Regions from separate parts of the Mus musculus genome. Here region 1 is linked to region 2. The links are chromatin contacts, called in public HiChIP or PLAC-seq maps. All regions are on one chromosome and are shown on one strand. Each heading gives the region's core, a stretch centred on a gene start, on an enhancer-like site or on the middle of the called end of the contact. The rest is flanking DNA. Distances are from core to core; before and after follow the strand shown.

Evidence for each region. HiChIP or PLAC-seq counts read pairs in DNA pulled down with a chosen protein or histone mark.
Region 1: a contact with region 2 is called in a FOXA1 HiChIP or PLAC-seq map of pancreatic cancer cells. The contact joins two enhancer-like sites. A contact is called at or near these places in 2 of 484 Hi-C or Micro-C datasets (liver and uterus) and 4 of 115 datasets of contacts at active chromatin or transcription factors (embryonic basal ganglia, embryonic stem cells, extraembryonic endoderm stem cells and 1 more).

Annotation. Positions count from the first base shown.
Region 1 is chr17:66,401,673-66,408,114 of GRCm38.p6, forward strand. All of the region lies in intron 3 of Mtcl1 (microtubule crosslinking factor 1), which reads right to left. Among named protein-coding and RNA genes, the nearest start is that of Mtcl1, 45 kb to the right of the region's middle. Within about 2 kb of position 3,424, at least 67 of the 459 cell types and tissues checked have an H3K27ac peak or open chromatin away from gene starts, as enhancers often do. A contact at or near this core is called in pancreatic cancer cells, where this site is marked.
Region 2 is chr17:66,265,492-66,271,351 of GRCm38.p6, forward strand. No RefSeq gene overlaps it. Among named protein-coding and RNA genes, the nearest start is that of Gm20742, 76 kb to the left of the region's middle. Within about 2 kb of position 4,495, at least 30 of the 459 cell types and tissues checked have an H3K27ac peak or open chromatin away from gene starts, as enhancers often do. A contact at or near this core is called in pancreatic cancer cells, where this site is marked.

The DNA.
Region 1 (6,442 bases), core at 2,174-4,673, 140 kb after region 2:
CTACAAACAGAAAGCCTATTTCCACGACAATCGGCCATTCATGGCCACTGCACTTTTCTCTAGAAATGTGTGCCAATTACAAGCCTTTCCAAAGGTCCCCTGCTTGGGCAGGCAGCTTGCCCTTAAATAAGGGCCTCATTATGGCACTCTGCCTTTGAAACGTTTTCTTCTCATGACACTGTTTTCATGCTGCTGATAACAAATGAGACCTATTCGATTGTTCTACAAGCAGGTTTTCAAAGTGTTCTTTGCGGAAAGGCTCTCAGCCTGAATTAATGATGGGAGGAAAGGTTTTAAGTGTATGGTTCTGGCCCTATGAAGGTGATATAAGCACATGGGCAACTGCAGAAAGCCGGTGTGCAATCTGCCCAATCTGAAACCTGCAGGGTTCTTCCTGAAGATCTCCTTAATCGGGCTCTGCCATATGGCTACAAACCTGCTAAGGGCTTAGGACAGAATGGACTGAGCCTCGGGAAAGAAGTTGATGGTGCTATATAATTTTCTTCTGCTTGGAGGAGAGCAGACATTGACTTGTGGACCCTAAGCCTTGGAGGCTAATCCCTAACAAATGATGTCAATTCACAATGAAAAATCTGGCAACCGCTATCTACTTTCCCCTACGTGGCAACCCTCACTCATTTCGCCTTTTCCCTTTCTGCCCCATGGCAATGAACGGCCGTCTCACATTGTAATGACTAGAAGGAGAAAGGGAGAGAGTTTTTACAAGGTTGGCATATTCTGCCGTCCTCAACTGTATTTTGAAAACTTGTTGTCTGTCCCTCTCCACCCCCATCCCCATCAGCAAAAATGTACACATCCTTTGTCCCCAAGCCACTGGTATTATCGACTGTCTGATCACACAAACACCGGATGACTTAAACATGCACAAGCATGGGCAGGTTTCAGGAAGCCTCAACAGTGCCAAAGGCTACGGCTTTTACAGATAAAAACCACACTTTCATAGATTTACCGAGTCGTAGGACTTAAGATACCAAGGCAGATAGATACAAGATCAACTGGAAAGATTTATCCACTGTCTTCAAATCACCCCAAATCCTATGGTTGAAGGAACATTCTATAAATTATCTACAGAACAACAACAACAAAAACAAACAAACAAACAAAAAACCCTAGGGAAATATGAGGTGACCCATGTCAGTTGGATAAGTGGAAAAACATCTCAGTGGCCCCCTCACCCTGCTGAGAAGAGAGGCCACTGGCAGGCACTGTGTGCCTCCCATAGGGCAGCTTGACAGCTTTTATCTTCTGTGCATAGACAGTAAACAGGCCGGGGCTTTAAACACTCGTTTAGACACATCCACAATTTGGAAGCCAATGAAAGGAAGATTCACGTTCTTCAAAAGGATGAGCCTGCCTTATTACTGCAGCAAAATGCTACTGCATTTCAAAATCTAGAAAATTTTATCAGACCATCCCATCAAAAGAGATTCTTTCTAAACAAACCCAAATCCCCCAGAGACACGAACAGCTCTTCTGCGTTTGTGCTGCTGGAAACATCCCTGGGTTTGCTCCTGATGTGCATCTGCAAAGACCCAGGTCAGGCAGAGACCTAACACCTCCTTCCTGTCTCATGTCCTCTCTGCAGTAGCCAGACTTCCTCAAGGCTGCTGACCCAGGGTCAACAGGCAGAAAATAGCCTCTTTGCCCCTCCTGCCTCCTGCCTCTAGCCATCTCTACCTTTGTTTCTGACTTGCATTTTTCCATCCGGAGTTCTTCAGAAGATGAGCTATCACTACAAAGTCAGTGTTAGTTGTTACTACAGGGATAGTTCACCAACCCAGCGCCGCCAAGGGTGACATACTAAACTCTCCTTAGCAAAAGCTAAAGTGCAAAACAATAGAAAATAAAGTCGACCGCTATGGAAGTCTGTGGCATTCTAGACTCCTGGACATCTGTGGTTAAAGGATAGGAAGTAAGCTGGGCTGGTCCATGATACCCCATGGCACATTTTCCAAAATGTGTGGGATCAGAAGTATTCATATCTCAGGGTTGTCCCCCATCTCTGAGATATTAGGGTATTAGCACCTATAAAATGAAATGCTTGAAAGACCAAACTCTAAATACAAAATTCATGTATCCATTACACATACAGGATGAAGGTAAATGTACACAGTATTTTAAAATAATTTTGAACACAGAATAGTTTTGAGTATGGAATTTTCCATTTGTGATATCATGTAAGTTCTCAAAATGTTTTAAACTATAGATCCCTTTTTGCATTTGGATTCGGAATGCTCAATCTCTACTTCTAACTCCCACTGGGCTTGGTTTTGTTTTCTTTCTCTCTTTCCCCCTGTTTTTAGTGGAATTGTAGAATATACGGTAACGTTCTCCTTGCATCTGAAGCTCCCAAGAGCTGTCTCTAGGGACTCTACTGTAGGGTTCTATGATTGACTATTCCATGTTGCTAACTGTTCCCCTCAGTCATAATTGGGGAGTCATCAGTATTGCCTCATCAGTATTGCCGTCATGCCCTGTTAATGTCAAATCATTTGAGGACAGGACACTGAACGACCACAGCCATTAGAAATGGGTGAAAGCCTTCATGTATAGAAAACGTCTCTGAGGTATAAATATATTCCACTTAATATTTAGGGCTTATTATAAATGATTCCTCAGAATTAGAAACTTTAAAGAAAAACTACTCAAGACTTTCGAACCACACCACACATGCTAAAAGCTGACAACACCTGGATACTGGAGCAAGCAGAATACCACCATCTAACACGACAAAAACACTCAATTTTGCTTCTCTTCCTCCCTTGCCAAGGCTCTAAATGTTTCCTTCCTCTCAAAAAAATGTGCTTCTATACTTCAATATTGCCGAAAATCCACCTGCATACAAATTTTAACCCATTGTCTTTGACAGATAACAGTCTTCGTTCGTACCTAGCTAAGACTATTCCGCAGTGGAAACATAGTGAGGGTTACACGCCACTACAACCTCCAGGAAAGTCAAAAGCCCCACAGGGAACCCCAGCAATCTGTGCCAAAGCACAGGCACCTACTGTGCAGCAAAGAGCTGCTGTCCCACTATGTGCATAGTAATTCTCTGTCTTCATGCTAACCTAACTGAAGATAGTTGTGTCCGACTGCGCATCATAACTCGCTACGGAGCCTTCAGAAGCATGTCCTAGGCTGGGCTGGTCTATGCTCTCCCAAGGAGGACAAGGGTTGGTCTCTAAAAGGTGGTTTAGACATTAAAAATAGTTGTAATCTGTCACAAATGGGTCAGGTTAACCTGGACCCCTGAGAGATGTCCTGAAGGATCAGGATTACACTGGCTCAGGATGGTTTTCTGGGACAAGGTCGGTTCCAGGGAAAGGGAGTGGAGGAGGGCATGCGCTTGTCCTTGAAGTGTTCTTGGCAGAAGGGACAGCTGCCCCAACTCTAAGTGTTTCAAAAAGAGTAGCAGCCGTCAGTGTTGCAAGGCTGGAAAGCCGCCTCCCAGTCCCTCCTCACTTACAGAGGAGGGAGAACAGAAATGTAACAACAGCAAACAAACTCAAAAGAGCATCTGCGAGCTTGGCATCGGGGGCCTGGGTTCTAGAGGCTCCCTGTCTGCTACATTTGTAACTTCAAACAAGTCTTTTGGTGAAATGAGGGGATTTGTGGAGTAGCTGCCACCTAGCTCCGGAGTGCAGCTGAGGAGCAAACATACCACGGCAGCCTGGCAGCCTTTGGCTCCAAGCCACGCTACCGTCCTCATGGATAAGTTTCTCAGGGACACCAAAGGAATGTCTGCAGTGACTAACTGCCCCACCCCCAGCAGCTGGAGAAGGGCTTGGCTGCTCCCACCAGGGGCCTCTTTGATGCTGCAAAGCAGACTGCATCAAAGAGTGAGGGCATTTAGAGACTTTCAGATATCCTCCACTGGTAAGTGATTTCCTTCCCACCGCTAAACCGGAATAGTTCTCCTCCCACAAATACCCCTGTGCTTCACACCTCAGAGAGACAGAGGTGAAGAGGAAGAGAGGAAGAGGAGAGAGTACAAAAGCGGGAAGTGCAGGAAGGTAGCATCAGACATACTTTGGCTCCTGGGAAGCCAAGATGTGGCTAAAGAAATACAGGAAAAGAACGGGAGTACAAGCATTCTCCATGTAAATCTTACTAGATGACCCGGTTCCGCTTTCTCCCGGATCTTACTTGGTGTTTCATTATGAAGCAGTGGGTTGTTTCACATAGGCTGGATCCTAAGGACTGAATCTCTGTATTTCCTCCCGTGACTATTTTGTTCCCCTTTCTAAGAAGGATGGAGGAAACAGAGACAAAGTTCGGAGCAGAGACTGAAGAAAAGGCCATCTAGAGACTGCCCCACCTGGGGATCCATCCCATATACTGTCACCAAACCCAGACACTATTGTGGATGCCAACAAGTGCTTGCTGACAGGAGCCTGATATGGCTGTCTCCTGAGAGGCTCTGCCAAAGCCTGACAAATACAGAGGTGGATGCTTGCAGCCAACCATTGGCTGCACAAGGCCCCCAATGGAGGAGTTAGAGAAAGGACTGAAGGAGCTGAAGGGGGTTGCAACCCCATAGGAAGAGCAACAATATCAACCAACAAGAACCCCCAGTGTTCCCAGGGACTAAATCACCAACCAAAGAGTACATATGGAGGGACTCATGGCTCCAGTTGCATGTGCAGCAGAGGATGGTCTAGTCGGACATCAATGGGAAGGGAAGCCCTTGGTCCTGTGAAGGCTTGATGCCCCAGTGTAGGGGAATGCCAGGGCGGGAGGTGGGAGTGGATGGGCAGGTGGGGGAACACCCTCATAGAAGCAGGGGGAGGAGGAAGGGGAATGGGATAGGGGACTTCAGGGGAGCCAGGAAAGGGGATAACATTTGAAATGTAAATAAAGAAAATATCAAAAAAAAAATCAAGAAAAAAAAATAAGGGTTGAATCATTTATGTCTTCCATATTCATAACAGCAATGAATGTTCATATAACTATTGCTTTCTAAAGATGTCTGATTAAGGGAGAGGTGAAGGAAGTGGGGGAGCAATACTTGGAAGTGGGGTACCTATCATCTAAGTCTACAAAGAAGCATCGGGAATGGTAATGGTTTGAAATAAAAATTAACAAACTTTAGAGATTTAAAAACTATAGCCAGATAATAGGATGAAGGATGGCTTTGTGTTAGTCACAATTCACAACACACGCCCAGATGTCCTGGTTCTGTGTAGCACTGTCTCTGTGGGGCTCACACTACTCTGCTGTGTGTGTAAGCCATGAACTGGAGACCATGACCAGGCTTCACTTGGACTGCTTCTCAGGAATGTTTAGAGGAGCTCTCGAGGGATGAGGCTATGTATCACCCCTTTATGGCACAGAACAGGCTGCATACAAATGACGGAGAGAAGATGGTGAATCCCCATGCTCGGTTTCCTTCAACCGAGACACCAACCCACTACAGACACAGCATCCTGGCCTCACTAGGTCACACTTCCTGGATGGGAACTATGGGGGTGGGGGAGAGAGGACTGCCCCGTGTGCTGAGGGATAAAATCCTTGTCTAAGCCCAGAAGTCTCAGTTCTTCTTCTGTATGCAGCGAGAAGCAGCAAGCTCACTTTTAAGGCTACAAGTAGGCTAAGATCTAGCTCCAAATGCCAACTGCTTTATTTTAAATAATGATTTATTCCAATTTTAAAAACATGGCTTTAGGGGCTCAAGAGATGGCTCAGCAGTTAAGCATGCTCTTCCAGAGGACGGGCTCCATTCCCGGCTCTCACAGTAAGTGGCTCACAAGCGCTTGTAACTCCAGCTTCAGGGGATCTCACACTGTCTAGCTTCCACAGGCATGTACAATTGTGGCATACAGCTATACATACATACATAACACACACAGACACACACAGACGTATATATGTAAATGACATATATCTAAATGAAAACAACGAAAATAAATCTCTGAAAAATTTTACAAATTTGGTTCAGAATTTACAATTGAACCAAAGAAAAATAACAGGGATAGAAAAGGACAGAAGAGAAAACAAACAAACAAACAAACAAAAGACAAAAATCCACACGCTCTTAAATGGGATTTATCTAGCACATGACATTTTAAAAAGACGATTGTCATTTTATGAAGACAGTCTTTTCCATGTCATCCCCTCAAAACCCAGTTACACGTGCGCATGACGACTTCTGTCTAAAACATGGGCAGACTCAGCCAGGAAACCCCACTGACTGATGACTGCCTAGAAATCCAGCCAGTTCATTCCTCTCTCATACACTCGCTCTCAAGGGTTCCTGGTCTTCTGCTGACGTCAGCAGTAAAGGCTGGGCTTGGGAATGAAACCCATCCCCCGCATGCTACTCTCTCTTTCCAGAAGATCCAAAGAGCCACGTTAGAAATGCTGACACGCTGAGTGCCCACCTTGCTGTTCCTCCTGGCACTGCACTTATGCCTCCCTACAG
Region 2 (5,860 bases), core at 3,245-5,744:
GTGGGAGGTTGGACCGGAATGGGTCTAATGATTGGACTGTAAAAAATAAATTTAAAGAGAATTAAAAGGAAAGAAAGAAAGAAATCTATTGGAAAAGGCTGGAACTCAGCAAGCTCTATGTGCACAATTCTTCTTGGCCTCCCGGTGCAGGGCAGAAACCCTCCGAAGTGAGTCTTATGATCTTCAGCCAGAGGCGATTCTTCTGTGATCTGCTTCAGGAGAGCATACAAGGGTAAAGTGACCTTCCTGCGTCTGGGCTTTCTCAGTTAAAATGTTCAGGACCTGAAGGAGCCTCATCTCGGCATACGGTTCTCTGCTCTGAATGGAACTGATGAGGTGGTGGCTGCAGTTTCCTCAGACCTTTGGATTCTGTTACACTCTCAGCAGGAAGCACTCTGCTCTCACTTGCTCTCACAGAACAAAATGCATCTTCGACTAAATGTGTGTGTGTGTGTGTGTGTGTGTGTGTGTGTGTGTGGGTTCTCCACACACCCTACAGACCTGAAATGGATGCCCCTGGAATCACAGTAGCATGTCCCCCATTTAAGTTAATTCTGGACTGCTTATCTGGGGAGCATCAGATCCCACAGGCCAAAGCTTCGGTCCTAAAAGAAAACTCTTCTTTCAGGTGCCAGCTGCAAGCAGCAGTGTGCTCCCTGCTTCTGACTAGTGGCCTGTCAATCAATTCCCTAGTACCCCTCTCAACTGTGTTAAGTGAATTTGCTAGAATGGCTTGCAGAAGCTAGAGGACATTTGGATGCATTTCTAAGCCTGTTGTGTAGGACAAGAAGACATGTATAGGGTGTGTGTGCCGGAAGGGATATGCCTCCTCTAGGCTCTCTCCAGGAGCACACGCCGCAGACACTGCAGAGTCTCAAGTCCAGCTTCTCACGGCATATGCAGAAGCTCCAGTCAGTACACGGCTGTGGTTGATCAAGCTGTTGGCCATTGGTGACCATCCTAAGCTTCTGTCCACCAAGACAGTTTGGAGAGAGGGGGAATAATGGGTGTCAACCCTCTGAGCATATGGTTGGTTACCCTGGCAACCAGAGGGAACCAAATCCTGGGGTTATCTAGCTAGTGGGGCTTTACACAAATAACCTCATTAACATGAGCTCAGGGGTACTCTGAAATGGGATTTTTGTAAATAAAGGCTGTCTCTCACCCTTTGGGCTCTCTACCTGTTTCAGGAACTAAGGACAAAGACATTCTTCTTGCTCTAGTCTCTTAGGAAATTATGAGGGCTACAAGAGCCGTGAGTGAGGAGCAGTGGACGAACCCCATGATATATATACACATATATACACATATATACACATATATACACATATATATATATATACACTTCATAACATTACGCATCCTCGTCAGTACAAACACACTTACCTAGCAGAGCTCTAAGGCGCCAGCTACTTCTCTTCCCGGGTGTGCCCAGATAAAAATGTTTTTGCATATTTAAGCTGGCAAAGTCACTGAAATGATATAATCTCACGATTTTTTTCCCTTGGAGCTCTTTATAGCCACACTGTGAACAGATGCAACTTCACCAGTGTAGACTTAGCATCCTTGCTAAAAGCATTCTGCATTGAGATCTGGCTGTGCCCTGCCCAAAGTCTCTCTGCACTGTATAAAAATAGTGGTTCCCCCAGCCCCAATGTTTCCTTAAAGAATCCATTTGGCAAGCAATATTTGACTACATTGTGAAGATGGAGAGCGCCTGTGTACCTTGATAGATGTGTCAGCAACGCCATCTTCCCAGAATCACCCACAAGACATAAACTGATAAATAAGATATTCCTGAAAGTAGAAATGATGCCACCCTCTAAATTTATCAGAGTAAACTGGGACCAAAATCATATCACCACGAAAATCAGGCTTGAGAACTTGGTGACCATGCCAGACTGAGGGAATGGTGCAAACTCCACCCCCACCCCCAGACCCTATAAAAAGGAAGAGTCCAACACTGTCAGTGATGGATGCATCAACCTGCCATCTGATCAGCCAGTATGTGCATCAAGGGACTGACAGACAGAAAACTCATGGCTGTCGCAGAGGCTCCAACTTGGCTTGGTCCTCATTGTTTGTATGGCCTAGTCAAATTGCTGACTGATAATGTTTTGTAATGCAGTAGTATGATGTGGCAGGAGAGGGTGCCTTAGTGGGCACATGATGAGGCCCTCCCCTCCCTTAGGTACCAGCCACATAATGGGTCTAGTATAAAACGAAGTTTATTTTGGGGCATGAGAAGGGGGAGTTGAGAAGGGAGTAGAGGCAGAGAAAGAGAAGGGACAGAGAGAGACAGAGAGAGAGGAGAGAGAGAAAGAAGGGAAGAGACCAGCTGGGAACATGCGGTGAGAGAAGGGGGACAGAGAAGGAGGGAGAGAGAAGAGAGAAGAGAGAGACAGAGGGACGGAGGGAGGGAGGCAGGGAGGGAGGCAGGTGCAAACAGTCTTTTTATAGCAGCCAGGCTCCTACCTGGCTGTTGCTAGGTAACTGTTGGGCGGAGCCTGGAAGAAACGCTGACCATCCATCCATTTGTCTGGGATCTGTCTACTCATGTGTTTACCTGGACCTGGTCTTGCCTTTCTCCCCACAGCTCCCCTCACTCCGTCACAATTCCCTTCTGCAGCTCCGTCTGACCCTGCAGCCTGGCTTCTGCATCTTACTCCTGAGGAGATTCTCAGTCTTTCTGGTCTCCTTGAAACACATTGAGTTCTGCTGCAGCCCATTTGACCCTTTAGAGACACCTGGTGGCCTACACATATTGCATCCATGAAGATATAATGTAGTATCTGAACGTTAGTGTTGGTCATTTATTATAAAAATAAAGCAAGCAGACAGACTTGTGTTTGCCACAGCCGGGCTATCAAGGAAAGCACAAGTGCCTGGCTGGCTGTGCCGATGAAACCAGTGTGCTTTGTGAACTTACCGCTATTCAATATGTTCTGACTCTGTGGAAAAATACTAGTATGTTTATCCATGTTTCTCTTGGGATATTCAGGCTGGAAACAGCTGGTGTTGGGGCTCAGAGCATGGCATCGGAAAGTTGGAAGCTTGGGCGGGCAGTGCCTGCTGTGGAATGCCCATGTCAGGAACCCCTTCTCAAGATCCGCTCCTAACCAAAGAGCAGAGAAGCGTCAGTGTCTGCCTTTTCTTGACGTTTGCACAGAACTGTGGTTTAGATCTCAATCTTTAGCTGAAGGCCTATGTGTCCAAGGCTTGTGTTCCAGGGTGGAGCTCCTGGGAGCTGGTGGGACCCTTTAAGGGGAGGTCAGAAGGAGTCCTGCCTGCCAAGTGTTCCCACCATTATGTGCTCTCCTGGTAGGAGTAGCTGATGGTTCCTGGGAGTCTCTGCCCTGGGAAGAGCTGCTGATGGCGAGCAGGAGCCTCTGAGGCTGAGAACCAGGACATCTATTGTCTTTATGCCTTATCTTAGGAGTTTGCTTCAATGGTGGACCATTAAGAGGGAAAAACCTTAAAAAAGGAAAAGATTTAATTTGTATTTCTGTGTATCTCTATGTGTGTGTGCCTGCGGAAGCCCGGGGGATCTTCAGATGCCCTGTAGCTGGGGTTACAGGAGACGGTAAACTGCCCAGCAGAGGAGCTGGGACCTGAGCTCAGGTTGTCCGGAAGAGCTGCAAGCGTGCGTCACCACTGAGGTATCTCTCCAGGTCCAACAAGTACAGCTTTTAACTAATCCTTTAGGACTGCTTTGTGAGAGACTATTTGGACAACAAGACAGCCTCTGTCTACCCTGGCCTCCTCTCTTCATTCTTGCTTAACCTGTTTCCACCTCTCACCCAGAAACTCCCCCAGCCTCTGCATATGTTAGATAAATCTCAACCATCTGGCTTGTCTTCAAATCTCCTGTTTTTGTGAGTGCCCCAGTGTGTATGAACGTCATGAAGTTATATGAGATTCTCCTGTTAATTTGCCCGCTGTCAGATTCAAAGTACAGAATTTTCGGGGGGGGGTAAAAGGAAAATTCTCTTTGCCCCTTACACTGGTCTCTCTTGTCAATTAAATGTCTCTAGCAACGTGATAAAATACATCACCTTGTATTTCATTAATCTGATGTAGGTTCTGATCTCAAAGCAGTGAGGGGAAGTTTACTTTAAGGGTGTGTGGGGTGAGTGTGTGCAGGAATGACTGTGGGATGAGATGTCTCTATTAGATAGGAAGTTATTTTCATGCCCCACAGAACTGTTTTTTTACCCATGACTAATTGTGCTAACTATAATCATTTTCAGCTCAATGGTAACCTAAAAGAGAGACTCCCTCTAGGCAGCAAGCCATGCTATTGTTGAGCTGGGCTCAATGTTGCTGCTTGTGCTCGAAAGTAATAAAATTGCATTTCTTAGAAATGAACCAAAAAACGTGTAAAGGAAACAAAGATTGCTCCTTGCTCCTCCAAAATAACGCTCACTACGGGGGCTCGGATTCTCTAGCGTGTATGCCTGTCCAGAGTGCAGCTTCCGATAGCAACTCTGCTGGGCTGGATGGAAAATGTTACCCACTCACTCCTCTGAGAGATTCTCACCGTCCCCTAGGCTCACAGTGATGGCTGCAGGATGCAGCAGCCAGATATTAAACAGAACGTATGTGAGGCCAGTGTTCTAAGACTGAGCCCTTGCACTTCGACCCAGAAAACCAGAACATACCAAAGGGGAGTCAATCGTGCTGAAAGCCACTCGATCCAACTGATACACAAGGAAGCATACAGGTCGCCAAACAGACCTATATTTCCCCCCTGAAGACAGGAATCTTCAGTCTGCCCTAGTTAGTGTCATTAGTAAATTCCTTTTGCTTTAACTCATTTGGAAAAAGTTGCCCTGTGTTGACTCGTTTTCTTTTTTTCATGCCTTATAGTACTTACAGTTCCGCTGTTTTCCTAAGGGATCTATAACCGGATGAATCTGCACCCAATGGCATTACAGTAGTATCTATTCCCAGCCTGATGGTGCAGGGACTGCTAAACCGAGCAAGGGTTACCCTAAAGCTGCCTGCCTCTTTACTCTCATCCTAAAGGCTTCTTCGTCAGGGGTGAGCTGTAGCCTGACTCCACATATCAACAAGCTAACCTTGACTTTCCCCCTCCCGGCCCCCACCCCCCGAGACAGGGTTTCTCGGTATAGCCCTGGCTATCATGTCTGTGTCTATGTGCACACAGCAGCTTAGTCTGACCTAAACACCCAGGTGAGGCTATGTTCCTGACAGTGGGACTGAAAGCAAGACTTGTTTTAGTGACAGTCTAGCTTGCTTGCTTGCTTGCTTGCTTGCCTTGGCTCCCTACGTAGCTCAGGATAGCCTCAAGCTTCTACTCCTGCCTCCACACTCATGCATTCTTAGAGAATTCTTTGCTCTGTGAGTTCATGCTGGGCACTGCAGGGGCTTTGGAGCCTCTCTGACCTTCTCCACTCCATACTCAAAGTACTACAATGGCTCACCTGCCATGCTTAAGACGGGAGAGCCAAAACTGTCTTCAGATGTTGCTAATAATTGCCCATGTGGGGCAAAATCGCCCACCCATTGTTTATTTGAGAATCCATGTCTTACCATCATCAGATTGGTTGATTTTGCGTTTACAGTATGAATAATGTGTTGTTTTGTTATTTTTCCCAAAGCAGAGGGGATGAGCGAACCGGCTGGGAAGACCACATTTCAGATGTTCTGAAAGGCATGAGTGCTTCAAGAAGGAATGAACATCACTGAATTAAAAGATAGAAGCCAGGGGCTGGAGAGATGGCTCAGCGGTTAAGAGCACTGACTGCTCTTCCAAAGGTTCTGAGTTCAAATCCCAGCAACCACATGGTGGCTCACAACCATCCATAATGAGATCTGACGCCCTCTTCTGGGGTGT